Linked DNA regions of Mus musculus: regions 2, 3 and 4 are each linked to region 1. The links are chromatin contacts, called in public promoter capture Hi-C maps. All regions are on one chromosome and are shown on one strand. The core of a region is the stretch at or near the end of the contact, and the rest is flanking DNA. Distances in the headings are between cores, read along the strand shown.

Region 1 (2,700 bases), core at 145-2,644:
TGGGCATACAGGCAGTTCACTGATACAAAATATATGAGAGCGGAGTAGTAGGCACAGAAGAGAAGGTCCACAGGGGCATACAGCCATGTTTCTTTCAGAGAGGGCTGATAAATAGGCAGGGGAAAGGAACAGTAAGGTACCTGTTAGGTATATGGTGTAACTTGGTGATGGATGGGTCTTCAGAGAAGAGAGTCATACAAGTCTCCCAAACAGCCTAAAGGTGTTAGGTAGGCTACTTATTAAAGCAAACATGAGAAACTGCTGAAAGGAAAAGGAAGATCTAATGGTACTTGGAGAGAGAGCTCCTCCAGAGATGAAAGTGGTATTAATAATAAGATACCGATCACTGTAGCAAAAGACCAGTGAATGGATAGTTTGAAAACCTAGGTGGGAAGGCTCTGGCTCCCAGGAATGACCTTGGGCTAGTTACTTAGCCCATCTGGAGGCTCCATTGCAAAACACAGATAATACCTCACAGGATTGCTGTCAAGATTAAATGAGATAATGAACAGAAAAGCTGTTAATGCGATACAAATAACAGGTATTATTAGGAGTTGGATTTTCTACCCACTTGCAACATATGTCCATGACCTTGGGGCGTGATTTCAGTTCTTTGCACCTCGGTTTCCTCATCTATGAAATGGGAAGGTTGATACCATCTACTTTATAAGCACTTGGAGGATATCAAAGGAGATCACATAAAAGACATCAATGCCTGGTAAACCATACAATGGTACAGGTACACAAAGACCTGCCATCGTTGCTGATATGTTTTGTGCATGACAAGGGCCGTGTTTATGCAGAGAAGCATGTATTTTCACACTATACAGGTGAGAAAGCCTCGCATGCATTTTATGCATCCAGGAACGGGGCACTGGGCAGCCGCGCATCTACAGATTCTGGGGGTGTGCCTTGCACGTTTAGGAAGAAGACCACAGGACAGGCTGCTGGGCCAGAAATCGGAGTGGGCATTATAGTGGAGGCAATGGGTAGATGCAGGATGAACGAGTGGGAAAGGCTGGGGGCACAAACACGCATGCCCAAGCCGGAAACGTTTTCGGGGGAGAGCAATGCGCATCCCCGGAATGAGGGGGATGGGGAGGATGCGAAGTGCAAGCCCCGAAGGCGGCCCGGGGGGAGGGGGGACAAGACAGCGAACGCCCGGGGCCAGAGTTCTTTACCTTGTCGCTGTAATCCCTCAGGACCCGCTCGATAGCCCCCGCCTCGCCGGCCCGGACGATGTAGAGGGCGCGCTCTTCATCCATGGCCGCAGGTGCGGGGGAGCCGCAGCCGCTGTGCGCGCCCCAGCCGCTGCCTCCCAGGTAAACGCCTCGCGCCCCCGCTACCTCGCTCCTTCCCAGCTTCCTTCCTTCCCTCCTTCCCTCCCTCCCTCCAGCCTCCAACCCGCCAGCCTCCGCCCGGGCAGGCCCTACGTCACCGCCCCTCAACTTTCACCCCGCGACGTCACCGCTCCCCCAGCAACCGGCGCCCGGAGGCCTCCCCTGACAAGGCCCGGGGCTTGGTGGAGGCCTGAGGAGCCACCAGAGACTGAGTCAGGCCCAGGCCCTGCCTACTCCCCTAGGTCTGCCAGCCTTGGGGAAGAGTTGGGCTTCGCAGCGGGCTTCCACGAGCAGAACTGTCTCTCCTAACACTCTATGAATCATTCCCCCATAGCGGACGAGAACTGGCGGGCTGTTCCCCGCCCATCTGCGAGCCTACCGCTTCTACACTACAATTCCCGACATGCAATGGGCTCATCCCACGCTGTCATCTGAGTTATTAGTGAACTGAATAGCATGCCGGAATTGGTAGTCATCCAGTGCAAAAGACTTCCCTCTTTCCAGAGGGCATGCTGGAAAATGTAGTTCCCTAAAGGCCGGAAACCAGAATCCTGCGACCGCTGGAGGCCAGAGGCGGAGGGACCCTTCGTTGGTGGGAGGGTCTAAACTGGGGTTTAACTGGGTTTTTTGTTTTTGGGTTTTTTTTTTTTTTTTTTTGGTTTTTATTTTTTTCTTTTTTCTGACCTGCACTTAGACGCGGCTGGTTGGACTTACTGACGATGGCGAAACGGCCGACCCTTGGTAGTGGCTGTCAGCGCCAGGTTGAGTTCCCTCTATGCTCAGTTAGCGGTTTCCGTCTCTGGAATGCTCACCCTCCTCACCCGGTTGCAGTCCTGTTATGCACTAGGCTACAGCAACATGGGAAATTGAACACAGTTCTTTGTGGAACCCTAAGGAATCACAACAGATAAAGAAATTTGGAGAGATCTATATATCTATATAGATATTATTTGGAGATAGATTATTAGATTATGTATATATAATTTTATATTATATGTATGTATATGTGTGTGTGTGTGTATGTACATATATACATATATATTTTATTTCTATTTTCCAGATGAAGAAATTGAAGCTCAGAATTAATGAGGCATACCTGGGATTTGAACCCAGGGAAATTAGCTCTGCACTTAGTAATTGAGAAAGTTGAGATTTGAATCCAGGTCGTTCCCAAAGATGTAAATATCACACAACCAGAGTATCCATGGAGTCAGTGGTGATGGAGGCACATATTCTCCAAGTGTTAGTTCTGTGCCAGCCACTTACATTTCATCTGGGTTCACTCAACATCTCAAAAAATTAAATATTTGAGAATTTGTGCATTGCTGGGCATTATCCAATACAGTGTGGATACAGTGGC
Region 2 (2,700 bases), core at 118-2,617, 360 kb after region 1:
AACACATTTCCTAGCATCCGTGCCCCAGAGTTTGCTTTGGTTTGGTTTTCACGAGGCTATCTAAGTTCACTCTGAAGCTGTCTAAATTTCTCTTCAGTTCCCCAATGTCTCTGACCATATCTATGTATTTAGACTGCCTTCTAAGTGAGCGTGGGGGATGTTTCCATAGAGACTGAAGAAGGGCTGCTGTTCCATCTATAACAGTCTCCCCTAGGGCCTATGACCTCCAGGACCATAGGCTTTTGACCTTGTTTATAGTAGCAGACATGAATTTCCTCCTGTGGTGCAGGCCTCACAGCCAATCAGAGAGCAGTTGTTTGCTTTCATAGCATCATGTCACTATTGCCTGCATAGGCACATAGGACCAGAGACGGGAAGGTAGACCATCTCAATGTACAAGTTCATGGAGTCTGAAGTGGCTAGGATAGTAAACTTCAGAAAAGATGTTTCCAAGCAACTTGTGGAGATCTTGGGTAAGGCCTTAAATTTCCTCAGGACACTGATTTTGAAATTTTAGTGTGTTTTATCTCGTCATGTGGAGAGACTGAAGCTGGAAGGAAAGGGAGAAGGAAAGAGGGGAGAGAGAAGAGAGAAGGTGACCTTCCCTCCCCAGGCTGCAGAGAGGAACTGGTACAACTAGTTTATTGCACTTCACTTTACTGTCCTCTTAAGATAATTTCATTTTCAGAGAATTGTTTCATTTTTATTAACATATATTAATTATACATGTTAATGGCATCCAGTGTGACATTTCCACACATGCATGCAGTGTGCACTAATGAAACCCAACCTCTATTCACATCTCCCCCAACCTCTCTCTGTCCTGTCCTCTGTGTGTGTGATTGTGTATGTGTGTTATATGTGTGTGTAGTATGTAGGTATTTGCATGTGTGTGGACACACATGTGTGGAAACATGCACATGTATGCGTACATATGTGGAGCTTAAGGTTGATGTCTAGAATCAGTTTTAACCATTCTTTCACCATATTCTTTGAGGCAAGGGCTTTTAATCATATCCAGAGAGTACTGGTGGGAAACCTCGCTAGCTAGCTAGCTCTGGGGCTTCCTAGCTCATTTAGGAACAACAGTAGTAGCTTCTCCTCTAGGGCCTATGACCTCCTGGGCCATGGGCTTTTGACCTTGTTTACAGTAGCAGATATGAATTTCTTCCTGTGGTGCAGGCCTCAAGTCCAATCAGAGAGCAGTTGTTTACCTCTATAGCAACCATGCCATGACTGCATGCACAGGCATGTCTTGCCTGGCAGACCAATAGTATGGCATATAGTGTACACAGGTATGTAACACAGTTGGTAGCCTTAACAACTCCCCCATGCCCAAACCCCAGCCACCTGCACATCACTTTCCAGCACTATTGAAGAGAGCAAGTCAGGGGAGACATTCCAGCTCAATTCCAGCTCGGTTTCATCATGCTTACAACTACCAGGTGTGGTGTTTTCTGCAATAGGATCTTGTTGTGGACATTCTTATTTATGGCTGAATGATATTTTGTTGTGAACATAGATCACATTTTCTTTATCTATTAAAGGGCCCTTAGGGTCACTTAGTGTCTTAGCTATTATGAATACTGTCATGATTAAACATGGGCATGTAGACATCTTGTTGATACTCTGTTTTAGTTGTCTTTGGATATATACTCAAAAGTGGGAAAGCTAGGTCATATAAAGATCAAGATTTTAGGGAACCACAATGGGAGCTGGAGAGATGGCTCAGCGGTTAAGAGCACTGACTGCTCTTCCAGAGGTCCTGAGTTCAATTCCCAGCAACCACGTGGTGGTTCACAACCATCTGTAATGGGATCTGATGCCCTCGTCTGGTGTGTCTGAAGACAGCTATAGTGGACTCACATACATAAAATAAATAATAATTTTTAAAAATCTTAAAAATTAAGAATCACAATGGACATTCATTCTATATGTTTCTCTACCTTCTCTCTTTTGATGCTTACCACCTTTTTGGTTTTTGTTTTTGGTAGTCATTCTGAGAGGAGATAGAATCTCATTGTGGCTTGTATTTGCATTTCTCTGGGCTAAAGATGGTAAGTATTTTTTTCTATTAGTTCCAGACTTGTATTTCTTCTTTTGAAAAGTATCTGTTCAGATAATTTGCTTATTTAGAAACAGTGTTACCTAGATTTTGTTATCAGGTTGAAAATTGTGATTTTTTTTTTTAAGTGAAAGGTTTGGGAACCGTGCATCTTCCAAGGCAGGTCTACCAGTGCCATTTCCCGTAAAGCAGTTTACCAGAGCCATTTCCCATAAGGCATGTTCTCATTTAATTTTGTGTTACAATTTGGTTATTCTCATAATATTTCAAAATTTTCATCAATATTAGCGTGTTATGGGGCTCTGTGATTAGAGTCTTTGAAGATAATATTGTGAATGTCAAAATACCAACACTGACAGGAGCTCAGAAGACTGCAGACAGTATCATAGGATGTAGGCTCGGCTAAAACAGAGCCCGAGAGAATACTGAAAGCAGTTTCAGCCTGGGTAACATTCAATGAGCTAGCCAACCCTAACCCTGTGGTGGTCTGAATAGGTTTGCTGCCTCCCCCCACCCCCCTCTAGACTCATGTCTTTGAATGCTTGGCTCACAGGGAGTGGCACTATTAGGAGGTGTGGCCTTGTTAGAGGAAGTGTGTCACTGGGCTTTGAGGTTGGCTATGCTCAAGCTCTGCC
Region 3 (2,700 bases), core at 194-2,693, 400 kb after region 1:
ATCTGTGATTGTTTCATTGGATATAGTTTCTAAGAGATGTAATGTTTGGTTTTTTAATATATAAAATCCCCTGCTTGGGAGCTGCAAAATACACTCAGATTCAAACTGCCTCTATGTTTCTGTTTGTCACTGCCAAACTCTTACCCACCTAGCTTTGAGGACCCTCATTCCAGGGACCCCATACCCAAATGGGGTGGTCCATGGCAGGTGGTACCATTCCTGGCCTGGTAGCCCTGGGTTCTATAAGAAAGCAGGTTGACCTGGAACTCACTCTGTAGACCAGGCTGGCCTCGAACTCAGAAATCCACCTGCCTCTGCCTCCCAAGTGCTGGGATTAAAGGCATGCGCCACCACTGCCCAGCCAAGACTACACAGAGAAACCCTGTCTCAAAAAAGAAAAAGAAAAAGAAAAAGAAAAAGAAAAGAAAGAAAGGAAGAAAAAAAGAAAAGAAAGCAGGCTGAGCAAGCCATACAGAGCAAGCCAGTAAGCAGGACCCCTCCACGGCCCCTGCATCAGCTCCTGCCTCCAGGTTCCTGCCCTGTCTGAGTTCCTGCCCTCACTGCTTTTGACGATGTACAGTTGATACAGAACTGTGATTGAAATAAATCCTTTTCTTCCCATTTGCTTTTTGACCGTGGTGTTTTATCATAGCAATGCTCACCCTAACTAGGACACTCTCCCTTTCCACATCACGGGGGATAAAGCCTTAACACACCACCACCCTCTCTTCCCAGCCTCCTCTTTACCCCCATAACTGGGGATCGGAGGCTAATCACCAGCAGCCTGGTTCATGGCTCATGATACTGCGGAACACCACTCTGCTGCACATGAAGGAGACAGACAGCAAGACAGATGGAGTCCTGCCTTCACTGTAATCCTGGTCCAGTGGGGAAACAGGAAATGGCCGGAAGAAATGAAGACAGGTGTTTGTGCCTCACTGCCCTTCCTGTCTCTGGCTTGTCTTTGGGGACTCCCCCATAGATCACAAGCACAGCCTTTCCCAAGTGTCTGTCTGTCTGTCTGTGTCCCCTTCCCACTATATCTTCCATGCCTACCTCTGGCTGGCTCCTGCCATCAGCTCCTGGGGATCTCATGAGGCTGTTTTCCTCTGTTATGACATCTCCAGCATCTTCCTCCTTTCCTAATCAGACTGCTCCATCTCTGAACCTGAACCCTAAGCCGACTTGAATGCTCCACCCAGGACCCCACCCTCCAGGCTGCTGGTCGGAAAGCCTCTTCCCTCTGTGCTACAATGGCTTGCATGACTGCTTTCTTGCTGGATGGCACCCTCCGTGTTTGGGTCTTTCATCTCTGTATCTGCAGAGAAGTTACCATGCTTGGTTCTAGGAGGCGTACCAAGTAACTAACACTTCCTGAGTACTGAGTATGCACAGTCATTCTTCTAAAGGCTTTATGACAGCCACACAGGGAGGCACTATGTTTAGCAACCCACCCTGCCCCACCCTGCCCCGTTTCTTGATAGGTGAAGGCTCCAAGGAGGCTAAGTACTTTGTTCAGAACATTTCCTGGTCATAGTAAGTGGTGAACCAAGTCCCCCCCTCCCAATGATGTGCTATAAAAATGGAAGACTGAAAGCAAAACTCTATTCACCTATGTATTTTTCAGTTAGTGAGTACATCAGTGTCTAACTGTGCTGTGCTAAGCAAAGAACACTTGTATTTACTTAGAGCTCTATAAGAAAGCAGGCTGAGCTTACTTGGAGCTCTACGTGTGTGTGTGTGTCTGTGTGCATCTGACACATGTCCAGGCCTTCAGAGGTCCGAATAAGGTGTCAGATTCCCTGGAATTGGAGCTGTGGATAGTTGTGACCTGTCCAACATAGGTGCTGGCAATGGAACCTGGGTCCTCTGCAAGAGCAGCAAGTGTTCCTAACAGCCGAGCAGCCGAGCCATCTCTCCAGCCCTTAATTAACTCCATGACCCTTTTTGTATGTGAGGGAAATTTCCCAGTTAAAGGGTGTGTGATTGTGTGTGTGTGTGATTGTGTGTGTGTGTGTGTGTGTGTGTGTGTGTGTGGTGTTGCAGGATCTTACTATGCAGCCTCAGGCTGGTCTTGAACTAACAGTATTCTCCTGCCTCAGACTGGTCCTGGGATCAAAGGAGCATATCAAGACAGTTGGCCCTATGGTCACTTTTTGTAAGGAGAAGAAACACAGGGAGAAAACTCACGCATCAGACATACGATAGTGTAAATCAGAAAGCCCATGATAACCGACTCACCACCAGTCCCTGTGGGCCTGTAATCACGATCAATCAACGTGAATAATTCTGATAGGGACAGACCATGCAACAAACAGGCCTTGCATAGTAAAGATTAAAGGGGCTCAAATTAAACCTTCGTCTTTTTTTTTTCCCCAGATGGGGAGACAGCCTCAGAGAGAGGAAGTTGTTCACCCAAACTGCTCAGACCAACTGGTTCAGGAGACAAGACAGGGCCTTGTTCCTCCTCCCTGGTTACTTGTCTTGGCCCCGTGCCAGCCTAAGTAACGATTGGAAGCGCCGGGCAGCAAGTGAAGGATCAGAGCTGCTGCAAAAGGTGTGGCACTTCCTCTAGGCTGTGCCAGGCGAGCGTGTTGGTTCCTGACACCCTGAGCAAGGCCGATTGGGCAATGGGCCTGTGGTGAGGGCAGAGCCACCTGTGCTGGGGTACTTGGTCATGTTCTGTGGAAAGTGATGGTT
Region 4 (2,700 bases), core at 99-2,598, 480 kb after region 1:
CGAGGGGCGTCTCGAGAAGACAGGCTGTTGCTAGAGTCCAGTGTAAGGTGAGAAGTAGACAAGAGTGAAGTCAGAAGGAATTTGGAGGGCGGGAGGAACCTGAGGGCTGCAGAAGGAAGTGCCAGTACTTGGAGACTACACCAGATGCTCTTCCTGGTCGGTCTTCCCACCCTAGTGTGGAACAATGTAATTTATGTGAAATTACTTTAAAAAATTTCTCAAGATACCTTTAATTTTTTCATGTCTTATTTTTCCTCCCTTCATCTCAGGAGAACCAGGGCAGCCTTGCTGGGAGGCCTTCCTGCCTGACCTTCACCTGGTGGGGTGAGATCTGGCCGTTTTAGTCAAAGGAAAATTCCCATCGCCTGAGGGGGTCAAGAGGCCTGCAAGTGGCCTCTGGCTTGGACAAGGAACTGCTCAGCAGGCCAAGGCCTAGGCTTATCTCAGAGCCTTGGTTTGTCGGAAAGGGGTCTTTCCAATGGCGCTGGGCAGCTCAGGGGACCCAGCTCCATCCAGGCCCCCACTTCCCTCCTCTTAGGTGTTGGTCCCTGTTGGACTCCCGAACTTTACCGGGAGATCGGAGCCCTGGAGAAGGGCCGGGTTCCTCCTTCGAGCCTCCCTTCGTTCCTGACTCCGCCTTTCTCCCTGAGAGAGCCGGGGTTCCGAAGCATCCCTCTCGGGGACTTTCCAGGCTCCGCGGTTGCTCCAGGAGGGCCCTGCCCTGACCGTGCCGGAGCTGGGGGCCTGCAGGGCCTCGGCGGCTGGAGGGGACTGTGACTCACCGCCGGTAACCCAACACCGCTGGGCCTCCTTTCAACCCAGCCTCCCCCTGCTCCAGCGAGCCTGGCGGCCTCCGCCACACCATAACAAACATGAAGAAGGGTGGCCCAGGAGGCTACAGCCCCGGGCCACAGAGCGTGAGCCTGGCTCTGTGCGTTGTCGCCTCTGCGGCCTCGGGGACCTGCGACCTTTATCCGAGGCCGATCGGCCCAAGCTAGCTGCGGACGGCCCGCAGTAGTTCCGGAGGGTGAGTGCGGGACGCTCGGGGAGGGGACAAGAGCACTGACGATCCCCAACCCCTCCACCTCGACCCACCCGGGACCTTGCGTCCCCACCCGGCGAGGACAAAGCAGCCGGGCCGCCGCCCCGGCCTGCGCCGCGCCGCACAAAGAGTGAACAACGACACGCACCCCGCCCCCTCCCTGCTCGGTGGCCCGGCGCGGAGGTGGGGACACCCGGGCGCCCGCCCCGCGTTCCCCTCTCGCCCCGCCCCGTCTGCGCGTCCTCCCGGCGCGGGGGCGGGGGGCGCGGCGCCCCACATAACACTCCTCTCCAGCGCGCGGAGCCACCCTCTCCCCTCCTTCTCGCCAACACCACCGCCTCCCCTGACATCGCTGCCACCTCGCCGGACGCTCCGCAGATTGCCGCGGCTGGCCAGGGGGCGGTGCGCCGAGCGTGCGCGCCCGGGACGCCAGATGTGCAGTCGCCGCCGCCGCCGCCGCTAGTGCCCCAGCGGCAGCCAGAGCCAGGTCGGGTCGTCTCAGCAATGCTGCTGCGGGGGCGACCTTGAACGCACCCCGGTTTCCCTCGGTGGGGACCACCCCGAGCCCCTGTGCCGGGACCTGCCCTCTCCAACTCGGCTCGCCCTGCGCTTGGTCATGGAAGGGGCGGCAGTGTCCGCGGCAGGGGATGGCCCTGCTGTAGAGACCGGCTTGCCGGGCTCTCCGCTGGAGGCGGTGGCCGGGGCGACTGCAGCCCCAGTGGAGCCCAGGAAGCCGCACGGGGTGAAGCGACATCACCACAAACACAACTTGAAGCATCGCTATGAGCTGCAAGAGACCCTGGGCAAAGGTACCTACGGCAAAGTCAAGAGAGCCACCGAGAGGTTTTCAGGCCGAGTGGTGAGTAAGGGAAATTCCTGGAGGGGTTCGAGCTGGTTCCCTGGTGGCCCAAGATGGGGGCGGGGAGACGGTCTGGGGGCACCACGCCACCGGGGCTCCCTTCTCTAGAAAGGTTTCAGCAGAAGCCCCCAGTCAGACTCCTCACTTTCCTTTCAGCACCCCGTGACTCAGGTGTATATCTCCGAAAACACTTGTTACATCTTGTCTGCACATATTTTGGGGGCTTCTCTCACCCCACCTTTTTTATTTTTTTATTTTTTACCCCAGCTAGCAAAGTAGTGTTTAGGATTCACATTTTGCAGCTTTGAGAACATGGGGTCTTCCCCAAAGACACACCTTCAGACCTTGTCCGGGAGTTCCTTATTTGTACAAACTCCAAAAAGACCTACATTATCAGCCATGAAGCTGGGCTCGAAAGTGTGGTGTCCTGTAGTTGCTCAGGACCCCCGCTTCTTTCCCATCTACCTGCAGTCCCACTTCTCCTTTCCACTGGGATGCTTGCTTACCCTGATGCTGCTCTTGCTGCAAAAGACAGACTCCTCCTGTCTATCAAACCTAAAAGCTTCTACTGAATGTCTGAGGTTTCTTGACAGCTTGCATTCCCGCCTCTGGCAAGCATGACATGTCCCTGGCAGGGGTGGCCATTCAGTCCCAGAGTTGATTTGCAGCAGGCTCGCTTGCCTTACCAGGTCCTGGCTTCAGGACTACTTAAATTGTTCAAGGGGTCTGGCCGGCCGCACCCGATACAGCTGAAGCTCTGCCAGGTGCCTCGGGGGCTCAGTATTGTCCCAGTTTTGGA

What was found. Promoter capture Hi-C pulls out the DNA fragments that hold promoters and counts their contacts. Capture Hi-C pulls out chosen DNA fragments and counts their contacts.
Region 2: a promoter capture Hi-C map of the C10 cell line shows a contact between it and region 1, with 3 times the contacts expected there. The contact joins the promoter of Platr7 here to the promoter of Ric8b in region 1. A contact is called at or near these places in 1 of 39 promoter capture datasets (the C10 cell line) and 1 of 115 datasets of contacts at active chromatin or transcription factors (bone marrow-derived macrophages).
Region 3: a promoter capture Hi-C map of adipose tissue shows a contact between it and region 1, with 3 times the contacts expected there. The contact joins the promoter of E230014E18Rik here to the promoter of Ric8b in region 1. A contact is called at or near these places in 3 of 39 promoter capture datasets (the SN4741 cell line, cranial neural crest and pre-B cells), 1 of 484 Hi-C or Micro-C datasets (the C2C12 cell line) and 1 of 9 other capture datasets (adipose tissue).
Region 4: a contact with region 1 is called in a promoter capture Hi-C map of pancreatic islet. The contact joins the promoter of Nuak1 here to the promoter of Ric8b in region 1. A contact is called at or near these places in 1 of 115 datasets of contacts at active chromatin or transcription factors (extraembryonic endoderm stem cells) and 1 of 9 other capture datasets (pancreatic islet).

Annotation. Positions count from the first base shown.
Region 1 is chr10:84,916,307-84,919,006 of GRCm38.p6, reverse strand. It overlaps Ric8b (RIC8 guanine nucleotide exchange factor B), which reads right to left and starts at 1,394. Exons shown (of 10, transcript NM_183172.2): 1 at 1,182-1,394. The coding sequence starts at 1,265.
Region 2 is chr10:84,552,005-84,554,704 of GRCm38.p6, reverse strand. It overlaps Platr7 (pluripotency associated transcript 7), which reads left to right and starts at 1,367. Exons shown (of 4, transcript NR_040658.1): 1 at 1,367-1,445; 2 at 1,995-2,057.
Region 3 is chr10:84,516,446-84,519,145 of GRCm38.p6, reverse strand. E230014E18Rik (a long non-coding RNA gene) reads right to left here and starts at 1,443. Exons shown (of 2, transcript XR_003948929.1): 1 at 1,057-1,443. Gm34405 (a long non-coding RNA gene) reads left to right here and starts at 1,484. Exons shown (of 4, transcript XR_380642.4): 1 at 1,484-2,700.
Region 4 is chr10:84,439,316-84,442,015 of GRCm38.p6, reverse strand. Nuak1 (NUAK family, SNF1-like kinase, 1) reads left to right here and starts at 1,348. Exons shown (of 7, transcript NM_001004363.2): 1 at 1,348-1,901. The coding sequence starts at 1,659.